Linked DNA regions of Hordeum vulgare: region 2 is linked to region 1. A link is a contact called in public Hi-C data. All regions are on one chromosome and are shown on one strand. Each heading gives the region's core, a stretch centred on a gene start, on an enhancer-like site or on the middle of the called end of the contact. The rest is flanking DNA. Distances are from core to core; before and after follow the strand shown. Region 1 has its middle 43 kb from the start of LOC123413286. Region 2 holds the start of LOC123411388.

What was found. A called contact is a pair of places that touch in the nucleus more often than the background predicts.
Region 2: a contact with region 1 is called in a Hi-C map of leaf, with 4 times the contacts expected there. The contact joins the promoter of LOC123411388 here to the enhancer-like site in region 1. A contact is called at or near these places in 2 of 6 Hi-C or Micro-C datasets (leaf and seedling) and 1 of 1 datasets of contacts at active chromatin or transcription factors (embryo).

Annotation. Positions count from the first base shown.
Region 1 is chr7H:469,343,856-469,349,417 of MorexV3_pseudomolecules_assembly, forward strand. No RefSeq gene overlaps it. Among protein-coding and RNA genes, the nearest start is that of LOC123413286, 43 kb to the left of the region's middle. Within about 2 kb of position 2,781, at least 2 of the 3 cell types and tissues checked have open chromatin away from gene starts, as enhancers often do. A contact at or near this core is called in leaf, where this site is marked.
Region 2 is chr7H:469,755,961-469,761,522 of MorexV3_pseudomolecules_assembly, forward strand. It overlaps LOC123411388, which reads left to right and starts at 2,694. Exons shown (of 2, transcript XM_045104327.1): 1 at 2,694-2,886; 2 at 4,344-4,873. The coding sequence starts at 4,363. The coding sequence ends at 4,575.

The DNA of each region.
Region 1 (5,562 bases), core at 1,531-4,030:
AAGTGTTGCCGTGGCAGCCGGCGACTCAAAGAACATCAATTCTTGACAACAAACACCATAGATGGTCACCACCGGGATTTGTCCAACAGTCAGAGGACACTTAACCGAACCATGCTTGGGCTTGAGGCAAAACTCACACAACTCTGCCTTGCATTCAGAAATAAAATGACCCGTCTCATGCAATGATAACAAGTCATCTTCTCTTTCTTCCGCGCCCATTTGGAGGGTCTATCACCTCCTTCCCCCTTGACCAAAGCACTGCTCTGATCAGCCGGAATAGGATCAGCCACAGCCTTTGCTGCCTCCTTAACCAACGCCAAGTTCGGTTCCTCATGTTCAACCGGTGTTTCGTGAGGAGGAAAAGGAGGCTTCGGTTTCCTTCCCCCCTCTACCACCCCAGCTCTGCCAGAATCTGCCTCTCTTCGGATTTGGGGGACCGATGTCCCCGGCACAAAATTGCCAGGCGGCGCAACAAACCCGTTCCCGTCTCCTCCATTATGCTGCCATGCGTAGCCACGCCCACCTCCGAAGGAAGAAGACCCTCGATGCTGTCCATCCCCAATGCCCACGCAGCTGCTGCCTGTTGGCATCAGGCACAGCAGGAGCACCAGCCGGTGCAGCTGCAACCGGTGGTCTACCCCCGTGTGTGCTGTCTGCTGAGGCCATAGTCGCCATCTTAGTCACCTGCAAAGGAGCGCGAGTCCCCTGTCCCGACGGCCGCGCCGGAGGCTGCGCGGGAAACGGTTGGTGGGGATTGCCCCGCCCCGCCATGGGCCGCGATGCAGTTTTGATGGGAGGCACTCGAGCAGCTCGTCCAGCTTTCAGCCTGGGGAAACCTTGCGAAGGTCGCCGAGGAACCCTAGGCAGAAGCGGCGGCAGAACCTCGTGAGCGAGATCGAAAACGCCAGGGAGATGATCGTCGGGTGTATGGGCTATAGACGAGAACCCTGGTACTCCATCGGTAAAGCCAATAAGAAAGACGCCGGAATTATGGGTTGCATCCTGTGCCATATACCCAGTTGTATCACCTCCCGATCCGGTCAAAACCAACTTAGGCCCGCAGGCAACTCCCAAGGAATTCAAAAATTCCCTCTTGGAATCACGGACTGACGAAACTGACGAAATCATCGGCGACGGCTGCGCCATTTGAACTCTGAATTTCTTCTTCTTCTTGACTGTTTTCCAGGAATTGAGATAAAAAAAGTCTGAAAGGAAACAGGGTTGTCGGTTTACCTTCGGGATCGGGCCTATCCAGGGTTTAATCCCATTAGAAGATTCCTTGTTGATCTTCCCCCTCGAAAGATCTGACGCAATAGAAGCCGACATCTTCTTCTTCACCAACTGAAAATCACCAGCTGACCTGGTTGCAATGGCGATATCCGGCCACCTCGAGGCGGAGTTGAGACTACAGTCTCATCTTCATCTACTGCATCATAATCACCCAAAACCCAAAACCGTCCTCCGAAACACACTGAGTGTGAGGTGAGATCACATACCGCAGCCTGTTCGTCGACGCTCTGTCTCGGTTTCCAGAGGCGACGTACGCGCACCCGGAAACCATCGATCTCCAGCTCGTCCCCATCCTTGGGATCAACCCGATCATGTAAATACGTTCTCGCTAGGATGTCGTGTTCCTCGTCTCTCACCGTGATCCAGCGCGACTTCCTGTGGAGGTAGATGAAACCCCGACGATCGCTCCTAGAGCGCAGATGAGTGTCGACGTGGGAGATCTCCCAGTGCAGATGGGGATCATCCACAGCGGAAGAGAAATCTGCCCCGCCTCGAGCACGGCCCGCCGATCCAGCGATCACCCCGATCGCCTGGTCGTTCGCCTCTTGCGCCTCAGGCGGGAGCGAAGGCGGAAGTGGCAGCTAATGTGCGCAATCTTCCCCTGTTCAACGACAAATTCTCAACATATGAAACTAGGAGTTGGTCGCCCACATTCAGCAGGTGCTCAGCGCATCTATTTTTGTATGTATCCACTGGTTTGCACACAAAAAGTTTGTAATCACGTAGCAGGATCCCTTGAGAGAGAAACATCAGCAGCCGCCGCCTAGTGTTCCTCCCACGGGAGCTTCTAGTCAGCGCTGCAAGCGCCAGTTAACGCATCTGCAGCGTCGCAGGCATGGACAGACCCATTAGCACGCTCATAACCTGGTTAGTTCTTTTTTTGTTGATCGAGTAGAAAAAAAACGTCTAGAATATTTTTCATATGGAAATGAAATTTTGTATAAAATCAAAAAAGCTTTACAAATTTTAAAAAGGTTCATCCATTCGAAAAAAGTTCATATCTTTAAAAAAGGTTTATCAATATTAAAAAAAGTTCATCAATTTGAAAAAAGTTCATTCAAATTGAAAAAAGTTCATCCAATTTGAATAAAGTCATCAAATTTGTAATAAATTGATTCAACTAGAAAAAAGATCATAGAAATTCAAAAAAGAAATCATGTTTTTTAAAAAAGTTCATTTAACTGAAAAAGCTCATAAATCTTCAAAAAATTTCATCAATTTTGTAAAAAATAATCCATTTTCAAATATATGTTCATAACTTTTCAAAAAAGTTCATCAGTATTAAAAAAATCATAAAATTTAATATTTTTAAAAAGGTTCATCGATTTTAAAAACATTCGTTAAAATTTAGAAAAACGTCATAGAATTTTCAAGAAAAAGTTCGTCATCCGGCATCGATATGAGCCGGCCCATTTCAAGAGGTTGCATGCCCTAGTTAACAAAATGCACATTAAGTGGCGCCTGCCGTGCTAAATAGGACATGCCGCCTCCAATGCCGCCAGATGAGCGGGCCCATTTCAAGAGGTTGCATGCGCTAGTTAACAAAATGCACATTAAGTGGTGCCTGCCGTGCTAAATAGGAAATGCCGCCTCCAATGCCGCCATACTGATTCTCCTGGACAACAACTAGTTAGCGAGCACTCCTTTGGGAGTCTCCGAGTGATCACTCTCGCGCACCGCCACTTAGCACGTTCTCAGCCGTCGCCACGTGTCGCACTCCAAACGTTCCCTTCGTATTTTATTTTTTTTATTTTTTCGCATATGTTTTCGGCCTTTTAGAGTGGTTTTTTCTCTGATTTTTCTAGTGTTCCGGTTTCTCATCGGTCTTTCGTAACTTTTGGACGGGAAAAAATTATTTCTTTTTATGGAAAAACCGTGTTTTCTGTTTTTTACGGAAAAAACACTTTTTTAGAGACATGGTTTTGCTTCCGCGAGAGGCGATTTTGCCTTCGCGAGAGGCAGGGCCGTCCCTCTCGGAAAGAAAAAAAATGCGTTTTTTGTTTTTTTTAAGAGGCACGGTTTTGCTTCCGCGAGAGGCACGGTTTTGCCATCGCGAGAGGCACGGCCGTGGCTCTCGGAAAGAGAAAAAACACGTTTTCTGTTTTTTTGCGAGAGGCACGGTTTTGCTTCCGCGAAAGATAAGGTTTTGCATTCGTGAGAGGTACGCCGATGCCTCTCGGAAAGGAGAAAAAACGCGTTTTCTGTCTTTTTTTGCGAGAAGCACGGTTTTGCTTCCGTGAAAGACATGATTTTGCCTTCGCGAGAGGCACGTCCATGCCTCTCCCGAAAGGGAAAAAACGCGTTTTCCATTTTTTTGCCACATGCACGATTTTGCCTTCGCGAGAGACACGGCCGTGCGTCACCTAAAAAGGAAAAAAACTCATTTTCTGCTCCCTTTTTTTTCCTCGAGAGGCACGATTTTGCTTCCGCGAGAGGCATGAACTGTGCCTCTGGGAAAGAAAAAAAAAACGTGTTTTTTGTTTTTTTCTACCGCGTGAGAAACAATTTTTTCGTTCGTTTTTTTGTGAAAAAGTAAAGTTCGTCAAAACCTATCAACATGGGATCTGATTTTGAATCTCGACGAGAGAAAGTGAACAGTAAAAACAGTTCGTGATTTGGCCATGTTTTAAAAATACGGATCTACGAAAAAGAGAAAACTCTTAGGTTGCGACAAATGATACAGATGCAGTGCATCATTTATCGGAACGTGTGGAGCTAGAAGTAATCGTTGGAAGGTATATTCGTTAACTAGTGATTTCATTCCTCCTTTCTTTCGTGTGGCGCCCACAAGAGTAGGGTCCGACTTCTTTGTTGTTTTTCTTATGTCTTATTTTTCTTTGTTTTTCTTCGTTAGCGGCAAGGCGGCGGCGAGGATGATGGCTTGAAATAAGGTTGTAACTGCCGACTAGTGTTGCGGAAATGCGGAACTCTCCATTAGCCAGTGAGAGATTATCAGTGAGGAAGGTAGGTTGCCTAATCTGTAAAAGTTTGTGTCACCCTGGCAGCAAGAATAAGGGCATGTGCTTCTGCTTTTAATAATGGAAAAAAGTGAGCTGGGTGGAGGCTTCAATTTGTACTTGCATACTCCCTTGATCCTTCAAAAGAATAAGAAAGACACAAATACCCGTGGCTCTTTGTCCATAGCAATTTCAACGGGACGATTCATTTTATTCATTGTCGTTTGTTTGGATCCACGCGGATAAGAGTGATGATCCAACATGCGGATCCATTGTTAAAATGCATCCGTTTCGCGTCCGGATCGATCCATTTCCGATCTAAATTTAGGACACAAATGCGTCGGCGCGGACGCGAAATGAACGCGCGCGCGTCCTCTCGATGTCCGTCCCATCCACACCCGCCGGTCGTTCAACTACGTGCGATCAACTTAATTAATGACGACCAACCTCCGCGGGCCCACGCTTCAGCGACCGTGGTCGATCTTTTTTAATGCGAACGTGCGGTGGGGTTCGGCCTCATCTGCTTTCAGAACCCCCCGTCCCCATCTCGTCATGTGTCTGCTCCCTCGTAGGCAACCAAACCCTAGCCAGCATCCATGGTTGGCTCCTCCCAAGAGAAGGGCAAGTCCTCCCTCTACCCCCACGCGATCTTTTCGCCGGCGTCTTCCCGCCAACCTCGTCAACGTATCAGCGTCCCGGTGCACCAAGCGAGGTGGCACTGGAAGCACTGCATCCCGCTGCCGTATCCGGACGTGACCCTCCCGCACCACTCGCATCTGAATCCGGAGAGGATCCCGGTGTCAACCATGCCGCGGTCGGCCCGGATGCACGCGGACGAAGTGAGTCGCCGGAGCAATGGCTCAATCCTGTGTACGCGGTCGACTCTCCCTACTGAGAGGTCTGGTTCGCGGTCGAGCATGAGGAGCAGCGCCGACGCGGCGTGCGCGATGTGCAGTCAGTCCCTCTGCCACCCCTGCTAGTCGTTCGCGACGAGGACCAAGAGGCGGAGGCCGCCTACCAGGCGGCGCTGGCAGCCGCGCTCCGCGAGAGTAAGGAGGAAGACCGGCGCAAGGCCGAGGAGGAGGATGCGGCATATGAGGCGCATCTCAGGGAGGTCATCGCGTTGTCCGCCATCGGCGACTGCGTCGTGCCTCCACTGTCGAAGAACGAGCTACAACCGGAGGTCTACCAGTGGACCGGATGCCTCCACAAGTGGGCCAGCGTGCCGCCCATCTGGTTGGGCGCGACACCGCGGCACAAGGCCGCCTACCTCCATGGAGGGCGCTGCACCTAGCGAAGGAACGTGACCGTGCTG
Region 2 (5,562 bases), core at 1,444-3,943, 410 kb after region 1:
ATTCATAGGACACGAGTACTAACAAGGATTAAATTAGTTGGAATATCAAATAATAATATACTTAATAACAAGGATTAAATTAATACAAGACGTGTTTTTGACACTGTCATGGACTCTAATAATGTCTTATAAAATTTGCAGAGTGGGGTACAATACATGCAGCAAGTGGAATATGTGTTAATCTTATATTTCATTTTTGTTTGCTTGTTTTGTTAAATTCACATGGTTAAGTACTAAATGTTTCCAGCCTTGGCACCCTATAATCATTGCCATACAACCAAGTTGTTGCTCCATTGTAACCTTAGCATCCATCTCAAACTCAATAGATGGTACACATATAAGTTGTTCGATTTATAACATGGAAGGAATTGTTGAATTAGAAATTAGAATTACATAAAGTGATCGATTACCATGAATAATAATATATATAACAACTGATCGCACTCGGGTTTAGAACATCAAAATAGTTGCATGTAACAGATTTATGATCTCTTAGGTAGATGATTCACACGTTTTCTCCATGCTCTCTTAGGCCTCCCTACTCTAAAAGTAGATAAGTCAAAATATAGTTACATGTACACCTATTAGTTCATCCACATGCAAATAAAGTGAAGTCATTAAGAATATAGAAAAACTACATTGTATTATTTTTGGTCATGAGGCCTAGCGATAGACTCATACAACAAGACATGGCATTCCTGAAATAACGACAATGGAAATTATACTTATTTCAAGCCTAATTGGATGGATTGAAAAGGAACAAACAAAAGTAACATTGAGAATTCTACCAAAAATATATGTATAGACCTTTCCTTGATGTATATTTAATCATAATAAAATATAACCATATCAATGAAACTGGAAGGAATCACATATTATAAAGAATGGAAACCTCGTAGAAGTGGGCATAGATATAAATGGGTTGAAGGGATTTGAAATTACCCGGACAGAGTAAAATGCTTGGCTGACTGATTTGTGCGATCCTGCAATAGCAACCAATATTGGCTGACAGTAACACTGTATTCTGAGCATTTTATTGTGGAAGACACTAAATATGACCACTAAGACACTATTCCTGGTTTTGTCTAGTTAGTTGTTTCCGTGCAAGTAAAATGAAAAGAATATAACTAAACACAAGACCAAAACACAGCTATGAGGATGATGGCATGATGTTACTAAAGCTGAACAGACCTTCATTATACTTTTCAACAGCCAATTAACTATATTAATAAATTGAGACCATTCCAAAAGTGTGAGAAAGATCTACCAATACGTCAACATTTGTTTCCCCCATAAATATTTCCTTCACTTAATATCACAACGTTTTGACATGCAACTGGCAGTATTAGTTCAGGAGAAAATTCTTGGATTGAACTTACGGGGGTGAGTGGAATACTGAGAGAAAGAAAGCTTGGAAAGTTGTATGAAGAGGATTGTCTGGTTCCCTTGGAGGAGTGACATCAATGTCCAGAGGAGAAGAGAATCTATTGCACAATCTGAATAGGATTTTCAGTTACGAATAAGCATTGCTGAAGATTTCTTCATAGATATTATTATTATCCAACACAACATTCAGAAATGTAATCGACAGTATTGTACCTTCCACAGGGTCCACCATTTTCACATTGTGCCCTAGTTCAGCCTAGCAAATCCCAAACAGAAACATGTGTCACCATTCTGCTATTATCTCTCTCAACAGGTACACATTACTTTACATGTTACAATATATCATCCACTTGCAGATTTCAATCTATGATTTTCATTGCTTTGGACGGCGCAACATCCTCGAGCTGCAGTATCTCGGACTGTATGGTTGTCACCCGCTCCAGGACCTTCGGCATGCTTACGAAACGGACGCTGCAATAAAGAAGCATCCATGTAAAAAGAATTGACGCCGCCGTCGGCGTGGGAAGCTGGTAAAGAGACACGAGACGACGAACCTGCCCTTGGTGAACCAGGGTGTGCTGGCCTCTAGATCCGGCAAGATAAGGATGATACGACCTCCATTGGGCATATGGTCCTGGGCGGCCCTGAGGTGCGACACAAAGGGTTCAAGTAGTCCGAAGGCGATTCTCCTTCCTTCCTTTCTCCACCACAACCAAAATACCAACTATACAATACAATGTGAGGGGAGGGGTGGGAGTGGGAGCGACTGTGCTGGGGAGAGGACCGACTCCGGGATCAGGGTCGCCGGTATGTGGGGACGGTGGCGACGGTGGTGGCGGCGGCGATCGATGTGGGACTCGAGAGATGAGGGGATCCACGGAGAAGAAGAAAGAAATCAGGGTTTGTCTGGGTTGGGTATTTCGATGGTGGGCTTTGTGTGGTGCAAGGATCCAAATTAACGAGAAGCCACCGATTTTGCTATGGGAGTAGCTGCCCGAGGACAGTAGACCCACTTAGTTGTTAATCACGAGAATGGGTGGTAATCGTATGGTTAGAAACGATCAGGACACATGATCTGACGGCCAAAAAACAAGGATGTGTGAGAAGGCTGGGATATGGTGCAGTTTTACTATCCTTAGTTAGAGCGATATTTATATCCGTTGAAACGCATAGACATTGTCCTAATTTTTTAAGAAAAAGGATGAACGGAAGAAAAGAAAAAAAAGAAGGCGGTCGCTTTGTTGGGTTGCTGATGCCCACCACACCAGTACATGTCGAGGTCCAACCAGCCGAGCCCAGCCCAGCCCAGCACACAGGACGCACCAATCCAAACCCATTTCCCCTTTGGTCTGGTTCCTGCCCTCCCCACACCGCGTCGCCGCCGTCCGGCTCCTTCTTCTCCGCCTGAACCCAACGGAGCAAGCCTCCAAGCGGAGCAAATCTCTGTCCGTCTCTCTACTGGATCTGGACCGGCTCCCGCGACTCCTCCTCCCTCTGTCGGTAAGGAAGCCCTAATTTTGCTCCAACCTTTTGCGGTGAAGAACCGAACCGAACCGAATCCAGCCCAGAAGGATATCTTTTCTTTGAGAGCGGCTGCTCTCACTTCCCATCCGTAGCGTAGGCAGGGCTGTGGTAACGAGCGGGTTGTGATGTTGCATCCAACGGTGTATCCGTCCATGTACATTCCCACAGCATTTTGGGTGTTTATAAGGACCATTTTCAGAAGGGATTTGGGGACCAAATTGGATTTACTATGTGCCTGTACACGTTTCTTTTACATTATACCCTAATACACAGGTAAACAAGCTTAGGAACCAAATTCTCAGTTTGACCATATTAGCTTAGAAATCATGGCACTTGCTCTTGGATTGTATGCCTTCGATTCCAATCACAATGGTGTAGAGTCTCCCCGTCTCTGAATGAATGCTCACGGGACGGGAGGAAGGACACAATTTCTGGTTATATTGTACCGTATGATCCATGAAGCACTGCATCACAGGGAAGGGGTCCAATTAATGATTCACCACTTGCAATTGCATCGGGTTTCAAATTTTCATACTAGCATTAACCGCAAGGGGGCGGTGCAAGGGTCCAACGTGAATAATAAATTTGCAAGCTCCCAAATATCTAATCATGTTCTGTGTGAACGACTGCACGAGCAATCGTGCCAATTGCCAGTGATACAATAAATTGCATCACGTGTCATTCAAACACTTCAGTGGAGCGGTCTATATAGGTTTTCTCTTTCAACTTACATTTGCTCTATCGAAAGGGAACTGCTCTTTTCCATATGTAGCGTATGGGAAAACATGAAGAGATTAAGCTGGGGCCTTGTTTGCTGCATTTTATCTTAAAAAGTTCAACCAACAAATCTCACACATGGACCATGTGAAGCTTCAGAACAGCATGTTATTTAGATTTCCCTTTCATTGCATCCTTGTTGCTGACAAGTTCCAATTCTATTTTTCACTATGAAGTTGCTAACAAGTAAACAGACCTTGTGAGGTAAGTGATTGTTCAGGTTCATGCTTGTTAGAGTGCCAATTACTGTACAAATGAAAGCTGTCTCAGTAGTTCTTCCTGTTTTTATGTACAAATAATATTTGTTTTTGCTGGAGTGGCTACTCGTCAGTAACACCTATTTTCTTTCGAGAAAAAGTAGCAACCCCTATTTTTCTAGGGTAATACGGAAGTCATATATGAGTTGCTGCTGAATTACGAGTGTTTAATTGTGTAACTGCTAGTCGGTAGAGGGGCGTCAGGTTGAACAAGGAAATAGAAGCCCAATGCCCGTACACTTATTCAGGGTGTGCTTAAATCTCTATATTTATACTGTCTAACTGCCTCCTAATGCTCAATGCCCGATTTACACTTTTACATAGCCTTCGCATTATGATTGATATCAACATGTCCCAAGTTGCCATAACATTTACATCTCTGTGTCCTGTATGCAGCAGCGCCGAGTTGCTGGACCAGATGGTGGGATTCGGCAGCCTCGCGCCCAAGACCAAGAACCTAGTGGTGGGCGGCGGGCTGACAGGGTTCGTCTTCGGGGTCTACTACTACACCATGAGAGCTGTCGGCAACACTGATGAGCTGCAGGTCGCCATCGACAAGTTCGAAGACCTGAAGAAGAGGGACGATGCAGCCACCCCCGCCGCAAACCCCTCCACCCCAGGCTCATCGTAGGCGAAAACATGCTCTCAAACTTCTGTTTCCCTGGACCGAGCTTCTAAACTAGTTACCTCATAACCAGAGCTCAGAACCTTGGTTTGGTTTGTATGATAATGATGGGTCATGTTAGATAGAGCTTTTTATGGCATGGGTGGGAGTCCAGAATTAGTAATGCTTTTGTGTTAATGGTGGCCGCGGTGCCTGGAAGTTCGATATATTGCGCTACTGGAGCAGATTTTTTGGGATGGCCTTTGGACCAATGTGCCTTTTCAATTGGGATACATGGAATGTATGGTGCACTTTCTGTTGGAAATTGTACACTATACAGTCTACCCTTTCTGTCTTTTCCATAGTGTCAGTTCATAATGCATCTTTTCCGTAGTGTTGTTCATAATGCATATTGAGGTTAGAGGATAGGGACTTATTTATACTTCACTTTCAGGTGTTTTATTATTCCACTTGTTTTCAAAAAAATATGTACAACTCCTGAGCAATGCTATCAATCATGATAAAACATGTCAGTTTTTGGAGTTCTCTTTTTAAAGATCCAGCTGCTGGCTGGCTTGCATTGATCATAGCAGGAAGCACATAAAAAATACAAAATATGGGTTTTGATCATAGATCAAGGAAGAAACGAAAAGAACGCCATAGGCGGCCAAAAAACTCGGGTTGTACATAATCTCCTGAGGAAAGGAGAGACATGTCGATGGAAGACATTACCTAAGCGATATCTCCCAAAAGAACCCCGAAGGGTGGCTTCATGTGTCTAGCTCCTGCTTGACGCCAGAGCTCCATGTCCCTGGTTGCAGCCTGAAGAATGTCCACGTGCGATGCAGTCGTGGCTCTGAAAGTGCAGTCATTTCGCTCTTGCCATATCCTCCACAATATCATCATGATCGTTGTTTTTAGGGCTTTCTTGTAGCTTGGTTGGGCAGGAATGACTTGCAGTGATGTTTTCTTTGCACTTCAAGTTTGGTCTGCTAAAGGAGCCCATCCATTCCA